2 separate regions of the Zea mays genome follow, and region 1 is linked to region 2. Evidence: chromatin contacts called from public Hi-C data. All regions are on one chromosome and are shown on one strand. Each heading gives the region's core, a stretch centred on a gene start, on an enhancer-like site or on the middle of the called end of the contact. The rest is flanking DNA. Distances are from core to core; before and after follow the strand shown.

Region 1 (6,207 bases), core at 1,869-4,368, 190 kb before region 2:
GCACGCCAGCAGGGGGGGCCGGTCGAGGAGAGGTCTGCGTACCGGTGTGTAGGACCGTGCGTACATACAATACACACTTGGAGTCGCGGTTCTGGCCAACCGACGGATCCGTCGCCACCCGTGCAATAATTTGCCATCCCATTTGCTTGGTGGGCGCGCAAACGCTGATGCTCAAGTCGCAGCAAATACGTATCCTAATGCCATGAGTGTGCTGTAAAACCGTAGTGTGTGTTTTTTGCCCTGTCTCTGCTGAAAGCAACACCCCAGAAAGGGCTAACAAAGTACGGGTGCAGGATTATTAGTTACAGTTGGCAGAACGCCAGAACGTATGTGCATGTGCTCGTGCATTTTACTGTTCTGCAGTTTAGGCTCTTAGATCATATCCATATCCAGCAGTTCACGTATATAATTATTTAAAACACTGTTTTGCACCGTTGGTTCGTTAAGTGAAGTTTAAATATGCACGGATATGAGTTAGTGCGAGTGAAGAGTGAAGTTGAGGTACCTGGAGAACCTAGCGCTGCGATCGATGGATGCAGCAGCTGCACTCCCACAGTCCCACGTAAAAAGACTTGAGCAGCAGTCTCTCTGAAACCCGACCGTCCACCTGAATCAATATAATACATGCGGCAGAGCAGACGCGCCTCCGTTCAACGGTCCATCGATCCCGCACAGCTTTCTCTGCGCGCACAGACACACACAAACACATAGCAAGATCGGTCAAACAGAGCTCGGTCGGGTTATCAAACCTCTCGACACATTCCCCGCGACAAGAGATGTGCGCCTAACCTAACCAGGGCGATCGCCAGGAAGACGAGAACGGCCATCAGCTCCAGGAACCGAGTGTTGGCGCGTCGCGGGTTTTACAGTTGCTCACCGGCCGACCGGCCGGCTAGCCTGCATGCCACGCGAATACGACAGCGGATAGAATATGGATTAGGTGCAGGCAGGCGGGACGGGACGCCGAGGCCGTGTGTCGTGTGTGATCAAAACACCATGCGTGCTGCTGTCCGCACCTGCTCTGGTCGTGCTCGGCACTTGGGCAGACAGCACTACAGGGGCCCCCCTCCCATGCGCCATGAGGGCGTTTCACCATCATCAGGCAGTGAGGCACGAGCTTCAACGTGCACATGCTTCTTCCTTGCCTTCCCTTGATGGTTATTTTATTTTAAGCGTATGTATGCCTGCCGGACAAAAAGGGGTGGCAACAATCATTAGATGATCAAACTGAAACAGCTGCGGCTTTATGGGAAGAAGCAACATTACATAACATACATGCACGAGGAAATGCAGAGGAAGTTAGTTTAATGATGCCGCCCATTCTGCCCGTCATAAACGATTACATCTGTTTTCCCAGGTGTATGTAAATGCAATGTTGTGGATCTGAGTTCTAAAAACTGGGGAATATGAAATGTTTGATCAAGCCATTGGGTGTGTCATCAGCTTCTTTCTTTCTTTTTCCCCCCTTACAACTGGTTGTGCTCAGCTGGGTTTCTTCAAGGTACAGTTATATGTTAAGATTCAGACGACAAAAAAAGGAGTGTATGAAATGTTTCAGATAATTAACATAACAGCTAAATGAAGATCACTGGCCCCTGGGTTCCAATACTGTTAGCAAAAGGGTGAGCAATTCATGGAAGCTCAGAGTGAAAATGAACAGCACCGTCTCAACTGGGCACCGTTTTGACAGACATATGACGTACTGTAAGGACGTGTTTGTTGAGGTCAAAGTAGAATGAGACGGAGGTGACATCGTGCCCTCAATTTTTTTTATCACACCGTCACCAAAAAAATACTTCGGTGTTTACCTCACCCCCACGTGACTCTCGTCAAAAACAATATAGAAACTATGCTCGCCACTTTTCATTCCTTCTTATACATCCAACCAAACACAACTTATGTGATAAAAGGTGTGTGTTTGGACTTCGGAGTATACAATTGACCATTGGCAAAGGTGATTTGCGTTGACTCTCTACGAAACTAACATCGATTGATTAGCTAGCTAACAACCTTTTCAAGTTCAGTAAAACCATACCAGTCTGTCTTTAGCTACAGACGTCTACCAGTCTACCATGCATGAGGCCTCGAAGAGTCTGCATGCCTCATCCGTGCCTTCTACCAGATACGAGATCCTGAACCGATCAACAGCACTAACTGCTCACGAAGTACGATTCAAACAACCAACGACCCTGTACCTACGCTGCACAACGACCAATCACCTGCATATACCAACCCTACTCGGCGCACCAAACTCTCCGCCCAAATCTCGTTTTTTCCGTGGCGACCTGGCCCATGTCATCATGCATGCCGATGTCCAACGCGTACAGAAACAGCCCAACAAAAGCACAATGGACTATCTGACAGCCTTGTGCGAGCAAATCTTCATGGGGGGTCCGGGGGAAAAAAATGCAAGCCAGTTGCAACGCTGCAACTGCTATTTATGAACTGATGCCGGCATTTCATCGAGCAGGTGATCGAAGCTATGCTCCCATGCGTAGCGTATTTTAATTTTCACCTTCACCTATTTGCAGTTTGGCACTCGCTGAATGAGAACCAGCGGAAGGAATTTCTCCACTTCTCTGTGGTGGAATTGAGACAATCTACTCCCCGCGCCAAACACATAAGCGAATGCAGCGAGATTAACGATATACATAACAAGTTGCAGAAACTTTCTGCCAGAAAGCCGATATGCTGAGAGCGGATGCGCAAAACAGGCTACGAAATACCTAATCAGCAATCTACCAAACAACTAACCTGCTCGGCGCCAACCCCGCTCCCGGCAGCGATTGGCATCAGTCGCTGCGCCTAGAGAACCGCGACCGTCCTCTCGCACGCTGTGATCAAGCCCTCGCCTCGCCACCAGCGCCGAATACGGTGGAGCCAGCAAGCGGCGCCGGCGATCGCCTCGCCCCATCTCGGCGTGCAGCCGTGCACGGCGCGGCGGTTTCACGAATCACGCGTGATATGATGGCCGGTAGGCCCAGCAGAACTAACATAACTGGGCCTACATGGGCCACGTCATTAGGCCCAAAGTGAGTGGGCCGGCCACACATGCTCGGCCTCTCTCGCTTGATATGCACACACGGACACATCCTTTTGCAGCAGTGTGAGAGCTCGATTCGTTGCCGTCCACTTGTCTCACGGCCTGTCGCCATCTCCTTCCTGGTTTTTTCATCCGACCATCCCCGGCTCCTCCGCGCCGTCGGCGACGACTCCATCGAGTCACTCGGCCGCAGCAACCGGCGACCATGTACCGAGTCGCCTCCGGGCTCGGCGCCCTCAAGGTGAGCCGCCCACGCCTGGAACCCTACCCTTGCATTGACCTTGGCTCCTTCCATTTCGGGTAGATCTGGGCGCGATTCGCCGATCCGCAGCGGCGTCGCTTGCGGTCGCGTCGCGATACGGCGGATCCCTCTTGTCGGGACCTTCCCGTCGTCCGAACGCGCCCGAGCTTGATGCGTCAGCCTGGGAGCTGAGCTGATGGGTATTTCTGGCGTTGCAAGTGCCGATCATTGTTTGAACTGTTTGTCCTGTCTTATTGTCTGTTGAATTGGGGACGAGGTTGTCCGATCACATGATTATGCTGCATTCATTTTGTTCAGTGCATGCGTTTGAAACCCTTGTGATGTTTTGTGTTAGTTAACAAGCGGTGTGATGTTGAAGAGTGTTTCATTTCATTCAATCATTCATAGCCACTTATGATACTAGTTTCCACGTCTGTTTATAGGCAGAAGATAGAGCACGATTTTTATGTGGAACAATTGGATCTATACCATTAAAAGATCCAAACTTTAGATATATACCATGGACCCCACATGTCATTGACTCATGTGGACCCACATGTAAGTGAGATAGTAATGGTATGGATCCAAAGTGGTGATCTTTTAATGGTATGGATCCAAATTTCCCTTTTTATGTAGACAACCCTTTTTTTATGTGAGAATGTAGAAAACTGTCATTCCGATTCCTCACACCAAGAGTATTGCTTGGTATTGCTCTGCGAGCGGCTTTTACTGTAATAATAAACACGCTTTTCTTGGGTTTGTTTGTATGAAAGGTTTATGGCTTTGACCACTGAACTGTAATATATGTTCTTTCCTTCTATTTCAGAGGCATGGGGCAAATGCTCAAATGATGAATGCTGCAATTAGGTGTGCCAGCACAAGTGTTGCACAGAGGTCTTCGGGTGGCTTCTGGACCTGGTTGACTGGTGCGCGTTCAAATGAAATACCTCCTCCAGATTTCACACTTCCAGGAGTGACTATTCCTCCTCCGCTGCCTGACCATGTGGAGGCTGGCAAAACAAGAGTCACAACACTTCCCAATGGTGTTAAAATAGCCTCTGAGACATCTGCGGTATGTCGTGTTTATTTTTATATGGTTACTCATTCCATCCATGCACTCATCAGCAGCTGACTATAATAGTGTGTTTTCCATTTCCTATTCAGGGATCATCTTGTTCTGTTGGAGTTTATGTTGATTGTGGTTCTGTATATGAAGCACCTGAAACAACAGGCGCCAGTCAACTGTTGAAGACAATGGCCTTCACAACCACTGCCAACAGGAGTGAGTTGCGGGTTGTGCGTGAAATTGAGGCAATAGGTGGCAGTGCCAAAGCATCTGCTAGCCGTGAGATGATGAGCTACACTTACGGAGCCCTGAAGACTTACATGCCTGAAATGGTTGAGGTGCTTATTGATTGTGTACGCAACCCTGCTTTTCTTGATTGGGAGGTCAAGGAACAGGTAATTCATCTTGTTGTCCTCCCCTTCCACATGTCTGTTTTAGATTAATGGATCAAGTTCTTTGCTGATACAGTGACATGTTTCCTTTTCAGATTTTGAGGCTACAGGCAGAGCTTGCAAAATCATCAAGTTTTCCTGAAAATTTTCTTTTGGAGGCTCTTCATTCTACTGGCTATTCTGGTGCTTTAGCAAATCCACTAATTGTGCCAGAATATTCAGTTAGCAGATTGAATGCAGATGTCCTGGAACAATTTATAACTGTGAGATTCGTCTCTAGAATTTGTTTAGTGTTCTTTATGTCCTGGTAATCCTTGTTGACGTGTTATTTGTACCTTTTGTTGCATGCATGGGTATCAGGAGAACTACACTGCTTCCCGAATTGTTCTAGCTGCATCAGGCGTTGATCATGATGAATTGGTATCTATTGCCGAACCCCTTCTGTCTGACATTCCCAGTGTATCTGGAACAACAAGGCCAAAATCAACCTACATTGGTGGAGAATACAGAAGAAGTGCAGATTCATCGGTAAGCATTAGGATTTGGTTCATTCATCAAGTCACTTACTTAACACGCTAACACCTAGATTTCTATCATTCACTTCTTTTGTGCAAAATAGAGCACAGACGTTGCATTGGCATTCGAGGTCCCAAGTGGTTGGCTCAAAGAAAAAGATTGCGTCACTGTATCAGTTCTTCAGGTTCATTAGACAGTTTGTTGAGAGATTCACTATTTTAGTAAACAAGGCGTGCCACTTGAACGTTTTGTTAACTAAGAGTTCTACATCTTTCGCAGGCACTTCTGGGTGGTGGTGGCAAGTTTTCTTGGGGAAGGCAAGGAAAGGGGTTACATTCACGTCTAAGTAAGTACTAGAACAGATGTTTATATTCTACCCTTTAGCATGCTAGATACTACGTATTCTTTTGATAAGCTGTGGTTGCATTTGGAGACTTGGATAGATGGTGAAATCAGTATTATGGGACTGGAGTTGTTCAACACTCTGGCTGATTAATAATTCAAAGTGGATTTGCTCCCAGTTTGTGCTATATTGATATCACTCACCCTGAATTAGTCATTCTTTACCAAGATCTTATAGGACAAAACAACATGCATTGTAAAATTTGGTGTTTGACTTTCGCACTGTTGGAGAAGTATTATTCCTCTGATACTGTCTTCCACAAGTGCACTGAAGACTTAGTTCTAATTCTGATTGCTCCATAACTGTTCTTTTTATGTTCATTTCATCTAGATAAGATCTTTGCCAAATTGCCATAGTGTGAAGCACTATGAAGAACAAAGTTAATCTGACAAATCGAAGCAGTCAGAATGTATTTATGTTGCTTGTCTTTATATAACTAGTGGGATCATACCAGTCGCTGAATTTGAGGTGCGCTTTGTGCAGACCGCCTCGTAAATGAATTTGATCAGATCAAGTCAATCTCTGCTTTCAAGGATGTTCACAGTA
Region 2 (6,550 bases), core at 751-3,250:
CCACATCCTGGTTTTTTTTTTGTTTTTTGTCAGTTTCGTTTTGTTTTGTCTCTAGGAGGACTGGGGGACAGCATCGCCTCTTTGTGATCTCTTTATCATCGTCACGCAGGAAGGAAAGCGAATCCCCGTACCCCATCTCCATCCATTCTGGACCGTGATCCGTTTTTTACCAGCCCGGCCAGCAGGGGTCCAGCGACAGGGTCAGGGGGTACTAGTATGATCAGGTACTGCACCGTCTCTAGGAAAGGAAGTGAATTGCCTTGATAACACACAGCTACACTGAAATCCTTTTCAAAACAAATTAACGAGTTAATAGGCACTCAAGAACATGAAGCCTTTTTTTTTCAAGACTAGAGCAACGCCATTAGCCAACTACGAGTAGCACATTTTCAATCACAGTCACAGATACTAGTTTTTTTTTTCTTTCTTTGTTTCTTTCAAAGGTCACCGATGGCGAATTGGCGACTGGAAATGTTAATTTCGGCAGAAATCTGACGTGAAGACCTAGACAAAACGCGCGCGCGCGGCTAGCTTTGCTTTCATGCAGCTTAGCTTCTGATCAACGAAGCGACGACGATCCCGACTCCCGAGCACATGCACCATGGTAGTACGTACTACAGACCCTACCGCTACGCTACGCTGTCCTTGGAACGACAGCGGCGTACCGCGTACGCAGCGCGCGAAGAAGCTAGCTATACCGACGAGGCGACGACGGCAAGATCGGGTCGAGAGGGTAGTAGTAGCCGCCGGGGAGGTGGAGCTGGTCGGCGCCGGCGAGGTCGGGGCCCGCGCAGAAGTCCAGCAGGAAGAGGGACGCTTCGCCTGCGCCGTTCTCCGCCGCCGACCAGTTGTTGGAGGCCGACGACGCCGCGGAGGCGGCCGAGGTGGAGCCGTCGGCGGCGGCGGCGGCGGCGGCGAACGGGTCCCCGAGGCCGAGCGCCGGCGCCAGGAAGTCGTCGCAGGTGTACGCCTCGGTCTTCACGGTCGGTATGGCGAGCGACGGGAACAGCGAGGACGTGAGCGTGGTGCTGGAAAGAGGCGCGGGCGCGGGCGCTGGCGGCGGGGCGGAGGACGCGGCCGCTGCGGCCAGGAGGCGCTTCTTGAGCTTGGTGTTCCAGTGGTTCTTCACGTCGTTGTCCGTCCTCCCCTCCATCTGCGAGGCTATCAGCGACCATCTGTGTGGCATGGCATGCGCTCAAGAGATTGGAGGATCGAAGAAGGAAGAAGAGCTTCTCGGATTCACATGTGTACGATCAGTACTCACTTGCTCCCGAGCTGGGCGTAGAGGGACATGATGACGGCGTCCTCCTCGGCGGTGAAGCCGCCGTGGCGGATGTCCGGGCGGAGGTAGTTGAGCCAGCGCAGCCTGCAGCTCTTGCCGCACCTCTTGAGCCCTGCACGCGACGCCGACCGGCAACGATCCACCCGTCGTCAGTGCACCTGTGCATATATGGCTCTTGCTAGCTATATATGGCACATACACACAAGCTAAGGGGAGCACACGCTCGATCGCTCACCCGCTTTCTTGGGCATGGTGATCCAGTTGCCGCCGCTGCCGTGGCGCTGGACGTAGCTGCGCAGCGCCTCGTCCTCCTCCGGCGACCACGGGCCCCGCTTCACGGCCGCCCTGTCGCAGCACGGCGTCCGCCCCATGGACGACACACGCACACACCTCCCGCCCACGTCCACCAACCCGGTTGGTCTCCTCCTCCTCCGCTCTGCTAGCGCGAGAGCAAGAGAACGAAGAGAGGACTAGACGGCGGGCGGGCAGACGGCACGAAGGCTAGAGGGCGGGCGACTGGCAGTTGCGCTGCAGCCTGCAGGTAGTACTTGTACCTGTCCTGCGTTCGTTGGAGCCATCAGCCATGCCGTCCGTTCATCGGTCGGTCCCTCTCTCTCTCTCTCTCCTCTTTTTTTCTCTACCCCTGCAGAGTGCAGCAGAGGTGCAGTCGTGCAGGGGTGAGTCTTTAAGAAATGGCACGGCCTGGACGAACGCAACCGGGCTGGGGCCGGGGCGTGAAGGTGAAAAGGAAGAGCCAGGGCGTGTCGCGCGGAAAAGGACGTGTGGACTGGCCAGCGTGCTTTCCCGTTTCGAAATCGATTCTCCTTTCCCTTCTGTCTCTCTCCCCTGTCTGCTTGCCTGGGCAGTTTCCTGCCAGTTTCAGTTTCAGACACGGCCTCCTGCTGGTTCTTGTTGCCTTGCCGGTGCAGTGCAGGGCGATCAGGGATTCACCCTTCAGTTTTTTTGCTTTTCGGTACCAGTATGTACTAGTAGTACTATTAATCTTATCACCAATAGAGACTGGATGGAGACTGGGCTCATGGGCTGGACTCCACAAAACACAATAGATCGAGGCAAGAGCTGCAAGCCTGCAACGTCCTCACAATTATCGGTTTCCTGTTGACGCAAAAGATTCGCCACACATCAGCTTAATATATATCGTTTTAATCATCGCAGATTGAAAAAAAAATGCAGCGAGGACCAAACTTACGTGATAAAGAATAAGGCTCTCTCCAACAATTTCTCCGCTTGTACATCTCGTCTTATACTATTACTAGATGAGTGGCTCGTGCGTTGCAACGGAAACACACAATACCATGATAACTTATATATATAATGTGTCTTATATTGTTATAAGAAAATGTTTCATAATTCATTTGTGATCCTAGCCATATATAAATTTTGTTATTTTAATTTAACTGTTTCACTACTACATTACAACCATCAGTATCATACAGACTTCGATATATACCATGATTTGCATGGTCTCATCATTAGAGAGCACGTGCCACACCTATCGGTAGAAGTTCCCTCGTACATCGTCAGTCATCAGGCACGCACAACCATACATGTTTGCTTAAATAAAAAGGCAAGTGTGTGCGTTTGCGAAGAGAATTAAAGGTAGGCCAGCACAAAAGCTACCTCGGCGATGGCAAGTGGTCATTGTTGTCGGTCCTCCTCTGCGTCACCTCTGTCGCTAAGATGACGCCACAGTCTTTGATATAGTAGTCGTCGAACGCGCGTGACATGGCGAGTACCGATGACTTTTGGCTGGGCTGCTAAACGAAGTGCACCCCGTGCTCATCAGCGAGGTAGTACACCTAGCCGTTGCACCTCCAGATGTGCTACTCCTCTACATACATCTTGTTCGAGGACACTCACACAACATCAACAACAACCGTCGTCCCAGCGCACAAGAATTTATGACCGGTCAGTAGCGACTTACGTGGCCGGTTGAGCTTCAGGTGGATGATGAGCTAGATGGCGTGACGGCGCCGTCGTCGGATGCGGTGCCCAGAACAACCCGAGAGTCGCCGGCGTTGGCAACGACTATGAGGTCCCTCGTTTGAATATGGACAGCGGTGTAGCCGCTCTGGACCACGTCCAAGCGATGGATGCGCCGGAGCTTGCTGAACATAGCGACGCATGCGGCCAAGTAGGACTGCTTCCAGAGGTCGAACTGGCAGTTGCCAAGCTTCTTCTCATCGTCGATGAGCGACGCCAACGCGAGCGCCTCCTGCCAGTGGTGTTTGTTCGGGGTTTCCAAGTAAGAAACATGGATTCATCTTTGGCGTTAGTTTATAAAAATGACTCACAAGTCAGATCCATGGACAAAATATTACGGAGAATAAATGTCACACATATAAAAAAGGAATTTAAGTTGAAAACTTATTCAAACAAAAGAAGTTGCATGCAAGGCTCTTCTTTAAATACTACTCTCTCCATCCAAAAATATAATTCGGGAATCTCGTTGATAATTATCTACTAATACACATTGTGTAAGGGTAGCAGGTGGGCTTTGGGAGAGATGTAGTAGATATTTTTACTGTAACAAATATTAACATAAACATACATGTGGTGTAGTGGTAGCTACGAGCACATTTACTTGAGAGGTCGCGGGTTCGAATCCCATTAGGGCCACATTTGTGTTTTTTTAATTTAATTTTAGCTAGGCGTGAGATGCACGTGGGAATGGGAATGAGCTTTGCGGGGAGAGGAAATGAGAAAGACGTATAGATATATACTTTCTAATATATTTTACTTCCTACACCTAAATAAATCTCTAACATTTCCCCTATATAGCTCCTATATACACTGGAATTCAGTTAATTAACACATATTTATCATTTCTTATAATTTTTAAAAATCACACAATGTCTGTACTATCGTAAAACGTATTATTATCATGTTACCGCTTACGGGGCTTAATTAGAGCAAAAAAGTGTTGATTAACGTGTAGAGAATATAGTGTTTACCTTTTATATAGGGGATATTCCCTCCCCCTACATGGAGTGAGATGGATCTCTTACAATTCCTCTCAATCCACCCCTAAGAGCATCTCCAACAATGGGTTCTAAAATAAAGCCTTAAAAATTAAAATAGGACTACATTTAAAGTGTTTAGGGTCTCAAGCTTTATTTTTACTTTAATAGTTATATCTCAAATAATGACATTTAGGAAATAAATATTTGTAGATTAAGAGAAAACAAGAATATGACTCGAATATACGAGATACTACATTTAGAAACCGAGAGACCCGACTTTATAATTGTTTGATGAATTTTAATGAAATAGGGCCACTAATGGAGGGTGTTTCATGTACCCGCACCACCGACCCAAAATTTGGTTCGTTCTTTATTTTGCACAAAAACAATTAAGATACAATAGTAATTATTTTAAATATGTAACTTGGCTGATGGTTCATGAAATGTTTTATTGCTGCTCAGTGTGAAATGGTTTAAAATTTGTACAACTCAACTATTGTTGCTACTTAATTGCTTATTGCTAAATTATTGTATAAAAGTGCACACTCAGTAAAACTCGCGGGTGAGCCGAAACCCACCCGAAACCCAGTGCATGCGTTCGGGTGCGGGTTTGGAATTACACCTGCGGGTGCGATTGTGGGCGAGTTTCGGTAGTCTGCACGAGTGCTATTGCGGGCGTGTTTTTGCTCCACCTGATCTGAACCCGACCCATTGCCTTCCCTAATTGCCGCTTTGTGTAGAGAGGTTCTCGTTCGATTCTTTCTTGGACTTTCTAGTGTGCATATTGAGTTTCATTTGTTTGATAACTTGATAATCTTCTTAAGAACTTGTTCGAGGAATCCTACCCATTTGGTTGAGGTTATCTTGGTTTTGAATCTTTTGGTGAGTTTTGGGTGTCATAGAGGTTCGGCTGAACATTTGGGAATTAAGCTAAAATTTCTTTTCTCAGCATGGTTGCTATTAGGTAGATGTTTTCACCATGCCTCCATTGGTAGAGCCTCATGCTTCATAGCTAGTAGACACAACGTACACAGCCCCACTACAAGACTATCACAATCTAGCATCACACTGAAAACCTTTTGCTCTCCACGATAACGACGTCAACATGCTCAACCAGTCGTCGTTGTTCATCGACATGCTCACTGGTGAGCACCAAATGTGAACTTCATGATGAATGGTTACTAGTATAACAAAGCATACTACCTCAATAATGGCATTTACCCTTAATGGTTGATATTTGTGAAGACTATTCCTCTCCTACAGACTTCGAAGCAATGGATGGTTATTGCATGCCACTGAGGTCGCACTGAAGGACGTAAACCCACGAGATCACTTTCTTTCTTTAGGGCATGGCATTCAATTCTAACTTTGGGATTCCAGAACATTCAAGAAAGAAGGTCAAAGGACTCAGGCTTTAATGCCAAAGTACTGGGCAGAGCGTACTTACCTACTTAGACAAGAGGGATACTTATAGATCTCTATGAGCGTAAGGCAAAGTGGGCAAGACTACTTCCACAACTACATTTTCGCCATTTTTGTTATAGCCGAGCTTTCAAAAAGAGAGCATTTGGTGTTCTCAAGTCTCGACTCCATATTATCTTCACTCTAGGTCATTCCTTTTCTAAAAAGTACTCAGTGTGATCATACGTGCATGAGGATGAGCTAGAGAAACATATGACATGGATGACTATGAGATAGTCAAGTCCTCAATTGTAGCACTAAACATATGTCTTAAAGAATCGACAGGATTTGCGATCATCCTTCAGCGTGAGGCCAAAATCTATATAAGTCTAGTGCATAATCATCTCCAAAAAATTAATAGAACATATTTGGGATGTGCACCACGGGAATTACATTTATTATTTATGTATTTTTTATTTTTTAAGCATTATAGTTGTTATTTATTATATGCATTGTGTAATTTTTATTTTTTAGAGTAATGTAATTTTAATCTAATTTATCGTGTAAGTTTTTCAAGTAATTAATTTTAAACTATTTTACAAACTATATATCTTTTTATTTCTTTATTAATACCTTCCATATTTTTTTGATAAAACACCATGTTTTATTTAAAATGTAAATTTTTGAAATAAAAGCTGATATGGTGTTGTGGTGAAGCGTGATTAATAGTGTGGTCGATGACTGACTTGACAGACAGTGTAGCCAGAAAGTTTGGATGTGGCCTTATGGTTGTTACAAAACTTTTATACATATGATCTAATCACATCCATCTGTCTATAGTGACAGTTATTTCCAAAGGACACACCCCTTGAGAACTCTTGTA

Evidence for each region. A called contact is a pair of places that touch in the nucleus more often than the background predicts.
Region 1: a Hi-C map of bundle sheath shows a contact between it and region 2, with 3 times the contacts expected there. The contact joins the promoter of LOC100284247 here to the promoter of LOC542611 in region 2. A contact is called at or near these places in 3 of 25 Hi-C or Micro-C datasets (bundle sheath, ear and leaf).

Annotation. Positions count from the first base shown.
Region 1 is chr3:6,858,107-6,864,313 of Zm-B73-REFERENCE-NAM-5.0, reverse strand. LOC100284247 (mitochondrial-processing peptidase alpha subunit) reads left to right here and starts at 3,118. Exons shown (of 13, transcript NM_001254778.1): 1 at 3,118-3,284; 2 at 4,111-4,356; 3 at 4,449-4,745; 4 at 4,838-5,005; 5 at 5,103-5,270; 6 at 5,362-5,442; 7 at 5,538-5,604; 8 at 6,145-6,207. The coding sequence starts at 3,249. It overlaps LOC109944790 (a long non-coding RNA gene), which reads right to left and starts at 2,841. Exons shown (of 4, transcript XR_002267933.2): 1 at 2,755-2,841; 2 at 790-1,184; 3 at 506-681.
Region 2 is chr3:6,670,005-6,676,554 of Zm-B73-REFERENCE-NAM-5.0, reverse strand. It overlaps LOC542611 (transcription factor RAX2), which reads right to left and starts at 2,000. Exons shown (of 3, transcript XM_008675367.4): 1 at 1,518-2,000; 2 at 1,265-1,394; 3 at 281-1,175. The coding sequence starts at 1,653. The coding sequence ends at 689.